Regions from separate parts of the Sus scrofa genome. Here region 2 is linked to region 1. The links are chromatin contacts, called in public Hi-C maps. All regions are on one chromosome and are shown on one strand. Each heading gives the region's core, a stretch centred on a gene start, on an enhancer-like site or on the middle of the called end of the contact. The rest is flanking DNA. Distances are from core to core; before and after follow the strand shown. Region 1 has its middle 57 kb from the start of ALOX5AP. Region 2 holds the start of USPL1 (SUMO-specific isopeptidase USPL1).

Evidence for each region. A called contact is a pair of places that touch in the nucleus more often than the background predicts.
Region 2: a Hi-C map of fetal skeletal muscle shows a contact between it and region 1, with 3 times the contacts expected there. The contact joins the promoter of USPL1 here to the enhancer-like site in region 1. A contact is called at or near these places in 2 of 5 promoter capture datasets (fetal liver and fetal skeletal muscle), 2 of 47 Hi-C or Micro-C datasets (embryonic fibroblasts and fetal skeletal muscle) and 2 of 2 datasets of contacts at active chromatin or transcription factors (alveolar macrophages and skeletal muscle).

What each region holds. Positions count from the first base shown.
Region 1 is chr11:7,464,487-7,472,233 of Sscrofa11.1, forward strand. No RefSeq gene overlaps it. Among named protein-coding and RNA genes, the nearest start is that of ALOX5AP, 57 kb to the left of the region's middle. Within about 2 kb of position 1,530, at least 32 of the 83 cell types and tissues checked have an H3K27ac peak or open chromatin away from gene starts, as enhancers often do. A contact at or near this core is called in fetal skeletal muscle and skeletal muscle, where this site is marked.
Region 2 is chr11:7,318,276-7,325,402 of Sscrofa11.1, forward strand. USPL1 (SUMO-specific isopeptidase USPL1) reads left to right here and starts at 2,912. Exons shown (of 9, transcript XM_021065545.1): 1 at 2,912-3,089; 2 at 6,804-6,969. The coding sequence starts at 6,871. It also overlaps a transcript of HMGB1 not described here.

The sequences.
Region 1 (7,747 bases), core at 280-2,779:
ATTTCAACACCAGCCAAGCACCTGGCATGAGCTTCAGCTCAATGCTGCAGGAGTATTATCTTTATTGCTGTTATTATTATTTCTCTTTTTCCGATAAGAAAATCCCTGGCTCAGAGAGGGGAGTAACATGCCTAAGGCGCTAGAGCTGTGAGAGGCAGAACCAGGGCTTGGCTCCTGGCTTCTTGCCCCCACAGGCATGGCACACGAATGTTCCAGCATCCTTTTGAAAGTTTCCTTGAGATGAGTCTCAAGGGGTCTCTTGATGGCTTCATGTGACAGTCAGAGGGAGGGGTTTCTTGCTGCTGAAGGCAGCCCAGATCCTGGGGTCTCTGTAAGTTTCCTCCAGAGATAGTTCATGGCAGCTTCTCTAGGGATACAAAGAAGAGAGGGCCAGATCCAGCGCCAAACAAGCAGCCAGGGGGACCAAGGCCATCACCAGGGTAGCCAAAATCCAGGCTATTGAGGATTTTCTGGAGGGATTCAAAGCCTCTCTTGAGTCCTATCCAGGGGCACAGAGGTAAAAACAACAGCAGCGCACACCGGAAGATTTCAGAGTCCAGAGGGGAGTCAGGCATGGGCTGCTGCCCTTCACTGGGAGGGCACGCCTTGGGGGTCCCCCGCATCCTCCAGGCAGTGTCCCTCCCAGCGAGCCCAGTATTTCTACACCTGGAAGGAAAGTCTGCTCAGACCATTGCAGGAGCCCAGGAGCAAAGCCTGTCTGGGGGGCCCAGAGGCTGGTGCCAAAACCCTTTAAGTCTCTTCCTTGTATCAAAGACCTGTCGTCCCTCCAACTCCTGGGCAGATCCTGATTTTTAGGTGGTGGGGCTGGTGGGGGAGGGTGGGGGAAGAGTCTGCATTTTCCTGGTGATTTTGATATGGGAGGTCCGTGGGCCATCATTTGAGAACTGCTGCTTTTCCTGCCAACACACCTTCCACTGTGCCTCCTTTGGCCCCATCAATACTTAAAGACATCTGTAGCCTCAGGGAACTTTCTAGAAAAAAAAGATTCCACACTGGAGTCAAGAAGAGTCTTCCTAGCCTCACGGTGGAGCTATAGGGGGTGTGTTCAGGCCCAGGGAGAGGACTGTTCATGCCACTCCGCCCAGGGAGCAGTCAGTGCCCCTACTAGGAAGAGTGTCCCTCTCCTGCCCCAGAGCCCAGACAGGGCGGCCTGGGCTAACCCGGGAATGGACGGGAATGGACAGGCACGTGCTCAGAGCAGGGCGGCTCCCTGCAGCCTGCTGGCCCTGAAGGGGCTAAGGATCTGCCTGGAACCCAGGATTCCAAGGAGTAACACGAGCACTGGGAAAACAGGGCCCTTTCTGGCTGGCGCTCTGGGCACCCCAGCTCTGGAGCTGCCCCCAGGGGGGGGCTGGGAAGAGGTTAGCCGGCACCCTCAGAATGAAGAGCGCACGCACGCACGCACGCACGCAGGGAGGAGAGATGGGTCTGCACTGCACAACACTTCTGAATGTTCTGGAAAGGAAAATAAAGTAAGTGCGTGAGGTAGTGACGGAGGTATTCAAAATATTTCCCTTTAAAGCTGGAGAACGCGTTCTTCCTCCTGCTTCCCTTTAGGCCCTTGTGGCTCTCCTCATCTTCCAGGGTTGTAACCACTGTCTCAGCAGTGACTCTAGAAAACTCCATTAGGCCCTTTCTTTAGGAAGGGAATTAATGACTTTGAAAATTTAGTGCTTTGTAAACACAGGAGGGAAAGCATTTCCCCCAGGCGCGCAGATTCCTTGGCAGCGAAGGGAGACTGGATGGGAAAGTAAATGTTTCCAGCCTGTCGAGAGGCCCCCACACCAAACACTGTCTGCTTCTTGTAAAGCCCGGCCCCACAGCGCTTCGGTGCTCAAAAATCCTGAAAAAGGAAGCCCGGAGAAAGCAAAAGAAACAGGAGCCACGGAGAACAAGACCGGTCTGATGAGCTGCAAAAAACCGAAAACCAAACCAAAACAAAACCGTCAGGCAAAACTTTCTAATGTCAATGCATAGTAAAAGTGTGTGTCCTTGGCGAGTCTAGCTTTTGACCTGAATTAGAGAAATCAGTTGTTTACACAGCCAAACCCACAGACTAATTACCGTCTTTGTTCTTTTGAACTTTTAGGCCTGGCCAGTGACATAAAATCCTTGGAAGTAAAAAAAACCTCACAGGACAAACATGCAGCAGTAAGCATGGGGATCAGGACGGCGGGCTGAATTGCTGGCATCCGTACAAGTTAGTAACACCAGGGGGAGGGGAGGTGGGGGAGAGGGTGGGGAGGGGGCTCGTTTGATAAAATAACGACATTCCAGGCGCTTTCCCAGAGAAGTTTCCTGGGCCTCCAAGTCTTTCTCCTTCAAAGCGGCCTTTCCCAGAAACTAGCCTTTTCCTGCCTCTTTATTCCCTCCTTGAGAAAACCACAGAAACATCATTTCAGCAAATCCTTGCATCTTTGAAAGTTGGCCAGTCCCATGTGGGGACCAGAGGATGAAGCTGCCAAGCCTACCCAGGGATTCACTCGTTCTCCCCCAGTGTTTTGGTTTGGTTGTGTGAACTCATTTATTCATTTAACAACAGTCTCAAGTGCTTCGGATTTGGGGGGGCGAGTCTTGGAGATTCAGGATTTGAGGCCTTCAAAGAGTGCCTCAATATTTGTCATAGCAACAACAGCTGAAAAAGTGTATTACTTTGGGGAGCACGACTTCTTTGAGTCAAACTGTCATGGCTTTCTCTTTGTTTCCTAATGTGTTTCTAAGGCTCCAGCCAAACTAGTGAACTGGAATTGCTGGGGGTCTTCCGGGCCTCGGAGCTCGGGATGACCCTTCCTGTTATTTTAACACCATTAGGAATTTAATAGGTCTTTGCCAAAAAGCCAGGAAACCATTTTTAATAGGATGGTAAGCCAATTTAAAATTAAAAAAAAAAAAAAAAAAGAATGCCGCCTAAGTCCTCTGAGAAGTTGAGTACACTTTCTTGATGTTCGAAAAATCAGAAAAATTAGGCTTTGTGGATTGCATAAAAAAGAGAAAAGTCCAGAAAATGCAACTTGGAGGTGCCCAAATCAAACCAAGCTTAAGCAAAATTCAAGGTGCTGGTGAGCAGGTAGTATTGGAAAATGTCACCACTCAGGCAGGCTGGCAGAGAATCTTAAAATCCTCTGTTCTCGCAAGGGATTACAGACTACAAATACTCAGGACCCTTTGACTTAACGCTATGCCACAGAAAGAATGCATCAGATGTCTATTTTATTTTATTTGCATTTTACTCTGTTTCACAAAGAATTTAAGGGAGTTTACAATGGAGACACAAAATACGTTTAATATATAACTGAAAATAGGAGCAAGAGAAAAAGAAAAGATAAGGGTGGTGACATAGAGCGGAGCCAAGAGTGAAGTGAGGAAAAAAATAAAAAGTACGCTGTGAGGCTTATCTTAGACGGCCCTCCAACGGACCACAAATCTGGCACCAGGAGTTAATGAAGAAAGGGAGACTGAAGTGTGTTTAACACAAAAGTGATCCATTTCTTGGGTGATCACTATTGCTAGAACCAAGGAACTGCAGCATTTCGCCCATCTGTGTAATGTACTAAGCCCCAACCTTAATAGCATCCTGTAACCGACCTGCCTCCAGTAGTTCAGAATTTAGAGCTATGGGACTTGCTTAGGGCTTCAAGTCACCTAGACCTGGGCACAGGCTTATTCAATTTGGATCCATGTACTTTGGTCCAGACAATGGCATCTTCCAGAATCTGCCCTACAGATGAAATAGACAGTACAGAAGATATCACCAGTAACTGTGTTTTTCAACCCGCACTTTGTAAGGAAAGTCCTGACCACATGCGTATCCACTATGGGATGAATGAGAAAAATAGGAATCAAAGGTCACCTGATGTGAGGGGAGTATTGGTCAAAACCCCAGCCTTCAGCTTGTCTGGGGATTGGGTGGGATTCCGAGGTAGTCAGACACACTTGAGATCCACCCTAGGTCAATCTACAAGCCGCGGAGACCGGAATGGGCGGTTTGATATTTTTAATGGTAACTACGCTATATATTCAATCCCTTAGATGTTTTCCCCCTCTGGTCACATTAAACGTGTTTAATTGATGCTGCCTGGAAGCTTCTTCATGTTAGAGGATAAATAAGCCGTTCTCTTTGATAGAAGCCCGGAGCTTTCCCTAGGAGGAGGGCACTTGGGATCAGCCTTCTCATTAAATGGCAATTAAACGACCGGTTTCCTCGCCCGGTGCCTGGCTCCCGCGCTCCGGGTAGGGAAGGGCGGACGCGCCATCTAGTGGCCGCTCCCAGAACGTCCCCCACGGGCGCGCTCCTGAGGATTGCTCGTGGCGCTCTGGGCATGGGAGGCACCGGCATTCCAGAGGTTAACCAAGAGCTGGCTGGATCTCATTCTCCTTCCAGCCTGACTGAACCTTTCCGTGAAGGTGGTTGCAAAGGGGCCTGGGCTGCCGATAGGCAAGAAACCCAGTTTAAAAAGATGCGGCGTACCCTCCCTGCAGTGCAGTGTGCCTTTGCCGCAGTAGCCTCCCTGCTGCAGACCCGTGGTCCCTCTGCATCCCTGGGCTACAGGTCTCTCTACTGCCTTCGCAGCGGAAGCCCCCGGACGCCCAGGCCGGCCCTGCCTCCCTTAACTTCCCACTGCTTCTGCGCTCTGACGCTGGCAGAGTTCTCCTCGTCCTCCGCTGTGCAGAGTTCCCCTGGCAACTCAAAGAATCTCACTTTCCTGGTCTTCTGGGCCTTGGAGCTCAAGGATGACCCTTCCTACTATCTCAACATCGTTATAAATTTAACAGGTTTTTTCAAAAAATCCCAGGAACCATTTATTTATATATTTATTTATTTATTTTGTCTTTTTAAGGCTGCACCCTGGGGCATATTGCGGTTCCCAGGCTACGGGTCTAACTGGAGCTGTAGCCACCGGCCTACACCACAGCAACTTGGGATCCAAGCCTCGTCTGCGACCTACACCACAGCTCATGGCAGTCTCAGATCCTTAACCCACTGAGCAAGGCCAGGGATCGAACCCGCGTCCCCATGGATGCTAGTTGGGTTCGTTAACTGCTGAGCCATGACAGGAACTCCCTGGGAACCATTTATAACAGACTTTCCATGAGAAATGTATTCCAAATATATCCCAAATTTTAAACAACCAATGTGTACACAATCTATTCATAAGATAAGGACTTCCCTGTCTATAACTCCTCCGGTCCAGCATCCCCCTCGTTCTCTTCCTCAGGTCAAGATCAGGGCCCAGGACACTGGGATCCCAGATTTACTCAGTCATGGGTGGGGGAGGGGGCCCAGCTTGGCTTCGGCTGGGCCACCTGTAGGATTTGGATCTGTCTGGGCCAGTCTGATGGGCTGTGGAGTGGACCAACCAGGAGCCGTGGGTAGTGGCTGCCCAGGGCATGTAGCAGGCCCAGGGATGCACTGCCCAGATCCCCTTCCAGAAAGGACATGAGGCCCAGTTACAAGGAGAGAGCCTGGCTGACCTCTCCCAGACATCGGCTCCTCCAGGACACACCTCAGCTTTCAAACCCTGTGGTTCTCGTCTTAGGGCAGCCCAGGCCAACTTCAAGCAAGGCTGTGGTCCAAGGCCCAGCATTTCTGCCCAACGTGGGGTTCCTCTCTGGCGAGCTGTGCTCCAGAATCCTGCTTCCTGCTGAGGGGCTCCTGGTCAGGCCCGCCTCCTGCATGACGCCGCCCCTCCCACAGGAGTTTCTCCGCCATGGGCCGAACTCCGTCTCCAGGTCTTTCCTGGAGAACAAAATTAACAGGTACCTTACCCCGGGGAAGCCATGACCTTGGCATTGGGGGGATTATGACCCCCTTTTGAGAGCGCAGCAGTAACTGTGGGCTCTTCCCTGAAGATGCATATCCACACTCGGCTTCCAAGAGTGCACATGTCCCCAGGCGCTTGGAGTCAGGTTGAGAGGCCCTGGGGTGAGGGAGGGTGGAGGGCGAGAGGGGTGGGGGTGGGGGAGACAGGATGGAGGGCTGGAAGAGAGCTTCAGGCATTTGGAGGGAAGGCTTAATTCCCATTTCTGCCTCGGATGTGAGCCTCGGCCCAGCCCCCCATGAGCTCCCGGATTCTGAGGGGAAATCGGACGCCAATTCCCCTTAGTGCTCCATGAGGCCCTGCAGGCGGGCTGCCCGACTTGGCCCCATATGGTTCCGGCACAGTGAGGGCTCAGAAAAGAGCTGGCACGGCCTGGGGGTCCCAGGGCCCAGTCACCCATCTGGTGGGGGTGGGGTGGACACCACATGGTCTGGGAAGACCACTGGGTCCACCAGGCCTTGGTGACAAGGTTCTAGGCACCTTCGAAGGCAGCGTCCTGGATATCACTCAACAATGTCCAGCTGGACAGAAAGAGATGGTTGCTCATAAGTGGCATCTTACAGGCTCTCCTCCAGGAAGTCCCCCTTCCTGAAAAAAAAAAAATGCGGACTTGGGTTTGCAGGAGGTTAGGTGTTCTCCGTGAGGAGGTGGAGAAAGGAGCCAGGAGACAAGCTTACGCAGGACGGGCAGAGGTGCTGTAGGACGAGAGCAGAAAGACCATGTGTTCTCTGTCAGGCCCCATGGAAGCCCTCAGATATAGCCTCTGATGGCACTCACGCACAAGCTCCGGTGACAGGTCCTACCATGAATCCCATCCTACGTTCAAGGCAACTGAGGCTCAGAGAGGTTTAGCAACCTGCTAAAGACACACAGCTAAAAATCAGCAGAGCTGGGATTGATCCGAGGCAGTGGAGGCCTGTGATTTTGATCTCGGTCTGTGCTGGGTCTAGACTTGCTGGCAGTCAAGAACTTGGCGGTTGCCGTCAAATGGCTTTGAGTACTTCCCCAGCTCCCCCTCTTACTAGCTGCCTGATGTCAGCAGGTTTCACAACTCACCACGAGTCAGCTTCCTCAGTTGAGTGGAAGAGGGTCCTTATCCCACCTCAGAGGTCTGCCAGCGTTAAATGAGCTGGTCATGCCAAGGGCTTCTGGTGGCACCCAGAGAAACGCTCAAAATGATGTTGCCTGTGTACAGAGTCTTTGAACATATGCCAACCACAGAATTCAAAGTGGCTTCTTCAAAGAAACATGTGCCCCAGACCTCCCAGGCCAGCCCAGCCGCTGAAGGCTAGGGCCTGGGGCAGCCGCAGAGCCAGGCGCGTCCTTTCCTGTGGGTTCCTGGCGGGCACAGGCCCGCAGCTCTCCTGGTTGCCGGTGCTCTCTGTCTTCAAAGGCGCTGCAGGCCGGGAACCTGTCCTGGCTCCTGCTCCTTCCTGTCACTGCCCCAATCAGTAATGCCCTTGTTCTCCTCGGAGACGGGGCGTGTGGGAGAAGGCCGAGGGGACCTGTCACCGCCCAGCTGTCTGGAGGGCTGGCTGAATCCGCGGAGGAAGAGGGGCGGCCAGCCCACGCCGGCGTGTGGCCTTCCCCGGGAACCCGAACACTGCTGGCCTGGAAAAGGACACCCTTCCTTTCAGGGAGTTTAAAAGGCTCTGATTACTGCAAAGTTAATCAACGTGAAGCTTTTCTACCCCACGTGCTTTACGTAAAGCACCGCGCGCTCGCCTTCAGGACAGCGAACCTCGGTTCCACAGGAACGTTCCGCGGCCGGAAAGAAGAAATGACCCGGATCCGGGTTGGGGAGGCTGGGGAGGGGTGGTGAGAGCGGGGCTGTGTAGATGCAGAGTGCGGGGTCGGGCTCGGGAGAAGGGAGCATTTTTTGGAGTGGATTTTCGCCAGTTTTATAA
Region 2 (7,127 bases), core at 1,662-4,161, 140 kb before region 1:
GACTCTCATCTTTTTGATGAGACTAGCACAAGCAATTACAGCAAACAGCTTTATATCCCATGTTTGGGCAGACTTGTTTTGTCATTAAGGAATCCAATCCAGCAGAGGAGGGCAAAAGCTTAAACTGTGAGAAAAGAAAATTAAAAAAAAAAAAAAAAAAAGCAAAAACAGGAGTTCCAGTCGTGGTGAAGCAGAAACAAATCCAACTAGGAACTATGAGGTTGTGGGTTCCATCCCTGACCTTGCTCAGTGGGTTAATGATCCAGCATTGCCATGAGCTGTGGTGTAGGCCGGCAGCTGTAGCTCCTATTAAACCCCTAGCCTAGGAATCTCCATAAGCCTCGGGTGTGGCCCTAAAAAGCAAAAGAAAAAAAAGCCACCTTAATTGTAGCTGCTCATTAATTACTAATTTATTATTATTATTATTATTATTTTTTAGAGCCGCACCCTCGGCCTATGGAGGTTCCCAGGCTAGGGGTCTAATCAGAGCTGTTGCTGCCAGCCTATGCCAGAGCCACAGCAATAACAGATCCGAGCCTTGTCTGGGACCCACACCACAGCTCTTGGCAATGCCGGATCCTTAACCCACTGAGCAAAGCCAGGGATTGAATCCAAAACCTCATGGTTCCTAGTCGGATTCGTTTCTGCTGTGCCAGGACGGGAACTCCTATTATTATTAAAAAAAAACCAAAAAACAACTTCATTTGATTAGATCACATTAGTTTTGTTATTTTTGGCAGAGCCTGAAGCATGTGGAAGTCCCTGGGCCAGTGACAGAACTTGCTGGGGCCACAGCCTGATCCTTAATCTGTTGCACTAAAAGAGAACTTTGTAGATCTCATTAGTTTTTAAGCGGTAAAAGGTAAACGAAATTGCTGTCCCACATTACTGAAGAGGGTATCAAGGCAATGAGCTTGAATCCTACTGGAAGGTAACTGCACTCTTTCTGGGACTAAATGTTAAAGAGAGGCATTCCAAATATACTGTTGAAGCAAAAATGTATACAATTTTCTCAGCTTAGGACCATTACTCCTATAAGCAAATGGAAAATTTTCCAGTCGACCTGTCCTGATTTCATGTTAGTACCCTTCTTTTAATCTTATAAAGTTTTATATGACTTTTCCTACTATTTAAAAAGGGAAAAGCTGTGGAATCAAAACACAGCACACACTAAAATCCATTCTTTTCTTTCCACAACCCAAGCCCCACCTCCATTTTATTTCTATTTTTTGTTACTATACATATTTTTTCCCTAGCAAAATAATCAAATTTGCACAAAAAGATTACAAATAAACTTTGCAGACAACAATGTTTGATATAATTCAGTTTGGTGATGTTGATTTTCCTCTTTAAAATTTTAGGTTAATTTTGACGGAATCAATTATTTTGTTCAATGGAATAAACATTCGGCAAATGTTTTTATTACAAAATAGAGTGTATTCTATTCTAAAAATGGAAATAGCAATGTTGAAAGAGAAAAATCTGGGTCTTCGCTACTATTTCAGGACGAAATGCTACATTCTCATATTTTCATCATAATTCATCAAAATAAAAAACCTAATTAGCAAGATCTTACAACAAATATACCAGCACATTAGTAATCTAGTACAACAAAAAGGTAAACAAAAGCTATTTTTCAGTCTAGCGAAAAACAAAACAAACTCCCTGTTGGATTTCTTGGCTATCTGCATTCAGAAGTACGGAAAACTGAACTCCTCAGTGAAGAATTCCTTGGTACACGGGACCTACTTCCTCTACCCTATCAAAATTTTCAGCAGTATTCCAGAATATAACGATTTAGTTTGGGACCAATAATAAAAAAGCCCCATAGTCCAAAATGCCAATAGTGGTTCTTCTGTACTGAAACGGTCAGAAACTACATATTGTTATTCCTGGACACAGAACCAATCGAGCGAAGGACTTCTGGAATATGCTGCCCGCAAGATTCAGAATGCAGACTCAGAAATAGCACACGAGATCACGATGTCCCCTAAGCCACATGACCTTCCTATGAAAGCAGAGCCTTAAACTTATAGACTACACGACAACTCCCCCTTTCCCTGAGTTAAAACAAGGCAGGGCAGCTGACAAGAGTGCAGCAGGGACCCTCCGGCTACTGATAAGTAAGAAAGGGTCCTGGCGCTCAAAGTCCCTGCGCTTTGGCTACTCCCCTTACCGTTAGAAGATCTGGGAGGGAGCAAAGGAGGAGAAACACCCAGAATCCTGGTGGAAAAGCCCCTGGCCTCGCAGATGGGGTTTAGGGAGACAGGGAGGGGCAGCTCCGTGTGTGGTGACCCTTTGTGAACACGCAATGTGGCAGCTCGGCTCCCACTGAGGCTTTAGGAGAGCGAACTACGGGGGCCTTGCGCAGCCCGCCGTCGAGGAGACCTCGTTGCTGCAGGGGGGCGCCGGCCAAGAGCCTCCATCACACCCTCCGCCTGCTGGGTAGCCCTTCCTCCTCGCCCGCCCGGCCACCCACCCAAGTCACTCAAGGGCGCATCAGCTTCCGACCCGGGCTCGCATCGCTAGTGCGCAACGGGACGCGCGCCTGCCTCTTAGCGTAATCCCTCCGCTGCCGGCTGCGCACTAGTTTTAATCACGCCCCACCCCCTGGTCGCTGGCGTCACCTCCACCACTCAAGCGCTTTCCATCAGCTTCCAGAAATGTCGCCTCCCCAAACCCAGCCACTCACAGAAGGCGGACTCTGCAGGCACCGGCCCCGCCCCTGAAGCTGCGGCTGCGGCTGCCAGCCGGGTGATTAAGGTATTAGGGTAGAGTTACAGCCCCGCCTCTCTGCGGAGGCCGGCCGGAAGTGTTCCGTTCCTCATCCTCCCCGCCACACTTACGTCCTTCCAGGCCCCGCGCGGAGCAGGAAGGGGAACTTTTTAGCGGCGGACTCTAGCCGGAAGCTGCTTTCCTAGCGGAGGGGCCGGTGGGGGAGGAGCAGGCAGGGTGGAACGTGGGTTGAACGTTGCACTCGTGGTGTGGAGCTCAGGCTGGAACAGGAGTTTGGAGGAAGCTGGTACGAAGAAGTGGAGAGTCCGCTGAGGATAAAAGAGCAGACGGAATAGTTTCCTTCGGCTGCCGAAGTAAGGAAAAGGGACAGAGCTGGGCGACCCATGGGATAGTCGGCTCGCCGAAAGGATGGGCTAAGCTGGGAGGGGGAAAGGGTGGGACTAGGTTTTGGTGGGAAGGTTTGGTGATTAAGGTATTAGGGTAGAGTTACAGATACGTTTGCACTCAAGAGAGGTAAAAACTGAAGAGAAACCAGAGGTCCCCCCCCTCCCCCGCCCCAAAGAGCATGGAGATGGGGAGAGTTAACAGAACCTTGCGCCTCCTCGGGTTTCCAAGATTGGGTTTCGAAACTGTCGTCTGTTAGTCTGTGATTCAGGACTGCTGGGTTGGGTACCAAATAGGTCTGGGCGGCGAAAGCCGACCCCATTCCTCGGTTTCAAGTCTGTTGTGGCCTCACCTTTGACAGTTCGTTTGCTGAGCCCACCTGGTCTTGGAGGGAAAGCTTCGAACAGACGGTTCTCTGGGTTTCCCCATTTTGCACACGGGCTGTGAGTTAAGCTTAATTGCTTCTTTCACTATCCCCAGGGCCAGATTTACACTTTCGTTGTGCTGTGACTGGGTCCATACTGGTCTAGTAATTCACACGCAGGCTTCTGGAGCATAGTCGAAGTAATGAAGCGGGGAGAGGTCAGGAAAAAGATGCTGGAGGTGAAATGGAGTAGAGGAGAAGACTGGAAAGCCATTGGTGTCAGTTCAGTGAGCTTTAGGTCATAGCACTACCTTTAGGTTGTACTGAGCTGTTTGGATTTTCCCATGATCAGAGTGAAGTCAGTAGATGGTTTTAAGCTGAGCAGCAGCAGACTCCAGACTTGTTTTATAGAAGCATCACTTTGGCAGTGATACAGAGTGAGGATGGGATGGAAAGAGAGGTGGAGATTTGAGATGCTTCCAAAGAACTATCCATAGAATTTGATGTTTTTCACTAAATGATGAAGAGGGAAATGAAAGAGTAAAGAACCGCTCAAATTTTCTAGTATGCGTGTTTGTAAGAATGGAGGTGCCAAAGTATATATGAGAGAGAAGGAGAGGAGCAGGTGATTTTTGAAGAGAGGACAACGAAAGCAGTCATTTAAGGCCAAATAAAGTTGTAAGAATCACTCCAGGGTTTTGTACATAGAACACAGTAAATCGTATTTGGAAGAACTGAATAGCCAGCCTCTGGTATTTTTAATTAAAGTGAATTTTCTTTTGGGGGTTCTGCATATTCAGGATTTCAACCACCAACCTACCTGTTTTTACCATTGAAATGTGGGATGATGGGATTAGGAGAGCAGATTTGAAGGCTCTTGTTTTACTTAGAGAAGTTGTAGGGAGGAGCAGAAACCAGATGGAAAAGTTTTCTTAATCCCATCAAAAACAATTTATTCAAGATACATAGCTTCTCAGCTTTTCTTTTGAGAAAACTGCAGAATGATACAAGATGAGTATTTTCTTTTTCTTTTCTTTTTTTTTTTTTGTCTTTTTGCCATTTTTTGGGCCACTCCCGTGGCATATGGAGGTTCCCAGGCTAGGGGTCGAATCGGTGCTGTAGCCACAGCCTACAGCAACCTCATGGTTCCTAGTCAGATTCGTTAACCACTGAGCCACGACGGGAACTCCACAAGATGAGTATTTTCTGCAAAAAGTATAAAATTAGTTCTAAACAAATAGTAAAATTTCCTACATGTCGGGTGCTAAGCATTTTACATGTTATTGCATATAATTCTTTTTTTTTGTCTTTTTGCCTTTTCTAGGGCTGCTTCCCCGCGGCACATGGAGGTTCCCAGGCTAGGGGTCTAATCTGAGCTGTAGCTGCTGGCCTACGCCAGAGCCACAGCAACGCAGGATCCTAACTGCGTCTTCGACCTGCACTGCAGCTCAAGGCAATGCCGGATCCTTAACCCACCGAGCAAGGCCAGAGATCGAACCCTCAAGCTCATGGTTCCTAGTCGGATTCTTTAACCACTGTGCCACGACTGGAACTTCTGCATAATTCTTAAAACAAACTAATTTTACAAGTAAATTTCTGAACCAAAAGCCCATACTTTTAGTCATTCTGGAACCGTAGAAGTGGACTCTTTCCTGTAAATAGAACCAGCCAAAGATAACAAATTGGTGTTGCCTGTGAGCAGCTTAAAAAGAAAACATTAGCACCAAACTTGTTTTTACCCTTTTGGCAGTGGTTTTTTTTTTTTTTTTTTTAATCTCTTTTATTTTATTTTTTATTATGCAATGAGTTTTATTACATTTATAGTCATCATCACAACCCAGTTTTATAGCATTGGCAGTGGTTCTTAATTGGGCAAATTTGCCCCCCTTGTGGGCTGGAGTTGGGAAGTTTGGCAGCACCTAGAGATGTGGTCACAACTGAGGGGTGGGTGCTGTTGACATCTAGCAGGTAGAGGTCAGTGATGCTGCTAAACATCCTCTTAATGCACAGGGCAGCCCTGGAAAAGAATTATCTGGTCCAAAATGTTGATGATCCTGTGGTTGAGAAACCCTGCTTAAGGACTTTTCTTCAGGAATAGCAAATTGGGAAGTTTCCGTCGTGGCTCAGCGGAAACGAATCTGACTAGCATCCAGGAGGATGCAGGTTTGATCCCTAGCCTTGCTCAGTGGGTTAAGGATCTGCCTTTGCAGCTCCCGACGTCTAGCCTGGAAACCTCAATATGCCTCGGGTGCAGCCCTAAAATGACCAAAAAAAAAAGAGGAAAAGCAAATTGAGATCCCCCTATAACTTTTCTAAAAAACATTTTTTGGAGTTCCCTTGTTGCTGAGCAGGTTAAGGATCTGATATTGTCCCTGCTGTGGCATGGGTTTGATCTCTGGCCCCAGAACTTCTCCATGCCACAGGCACAAACAAAAAATAAAAAAATAAAAAGGATTTTTATTTCTGAAATTATCCCTTGGCTTGAAGTGTGTGTCAAGTTCACATACCTGAAAGAGAGTAGCGTGACTATTTTCTGAAGTGAATCTGTGAGCCCCAGTTTCCCAGAAGGTGATTATAGAGTCATAGATTCTTACATTTGGGAAAGACTTTGGCTTGAAAGTCTTTTACACTATCCCTGTGAAATGGTGAATCACTCTGCTTAAGTTTTCCTTTATCTGGTTTTCCTTGTATTTTAAATCCATATCTAAACCAGACTACACTCAAAACACACTCATTACATCTGTAAATTGTACTATGAGGGTGTTTATATTTTCGTTCTGTTACAGATTACTTAATATGGAATAGTATTTTGTTGGCAGCTTTTGAATAGTAGCAATGTTCTCAGTTGGTGTTGTATTTCCTGGTAGTTGAAAGCGGTAGGAATTTATGTGGTTCTTTCGTCGTTTTCAAGTAATGGCACAATGGATATGGGTTTTTTAAAAGACTTTCATAGTATAATGCTTATGTATTTGTTTCAAATTGTGCACAAACTAAGAACTTAGGTTTTCAAACTCTGGTCAATGTATGTAAATAGTAGCTACCTCTGTTACAAGTTGTGATAAATTTGCTTACATGTGAATTTATTGTGAAGACTAAGCCTTTTGCCAGTTTATGACTTCTTCCCACGAATTTGCTAGATTTATAAATAAATTTAGGTATTTTGTTTTACTTCAAGATTACAATTTCAGAATGCGTTTAACCTAAGACAAATAGTTCTCAAAATATGCTTAATATATGATATATCTTATAAAGTAGAATAGCTCTTTTTCAAAGTAAATAGGATTTTTATTTAATTGTCTATTGACTTTTTTTTTTCCAGGGTTCATTGAAAAATCCTTAGTGATATTGACATGTTTCAAGTGACATAAATTAGCCAATGACTCGGAATGATGGATTCCCCGAAGATTGGAAATGGTTTGCCAGTGATTGGACCAGGGCCTGATATAGGGATATCTCCACTCCACATGGTGGGGTATTTGGGAAAAGTTAGTGAACTTATTTTTTGCCTCAGTGCAAAGTTGGATTTTTCCCCCCTCCTATTTTTAGACTTATATTTGATTTTAATTTTACCAATTAATTTCTAAAAAATTATATCTTCCATGGAAATCTTACAGTAATGGCGAAAGATTATGTTTACCTCTCT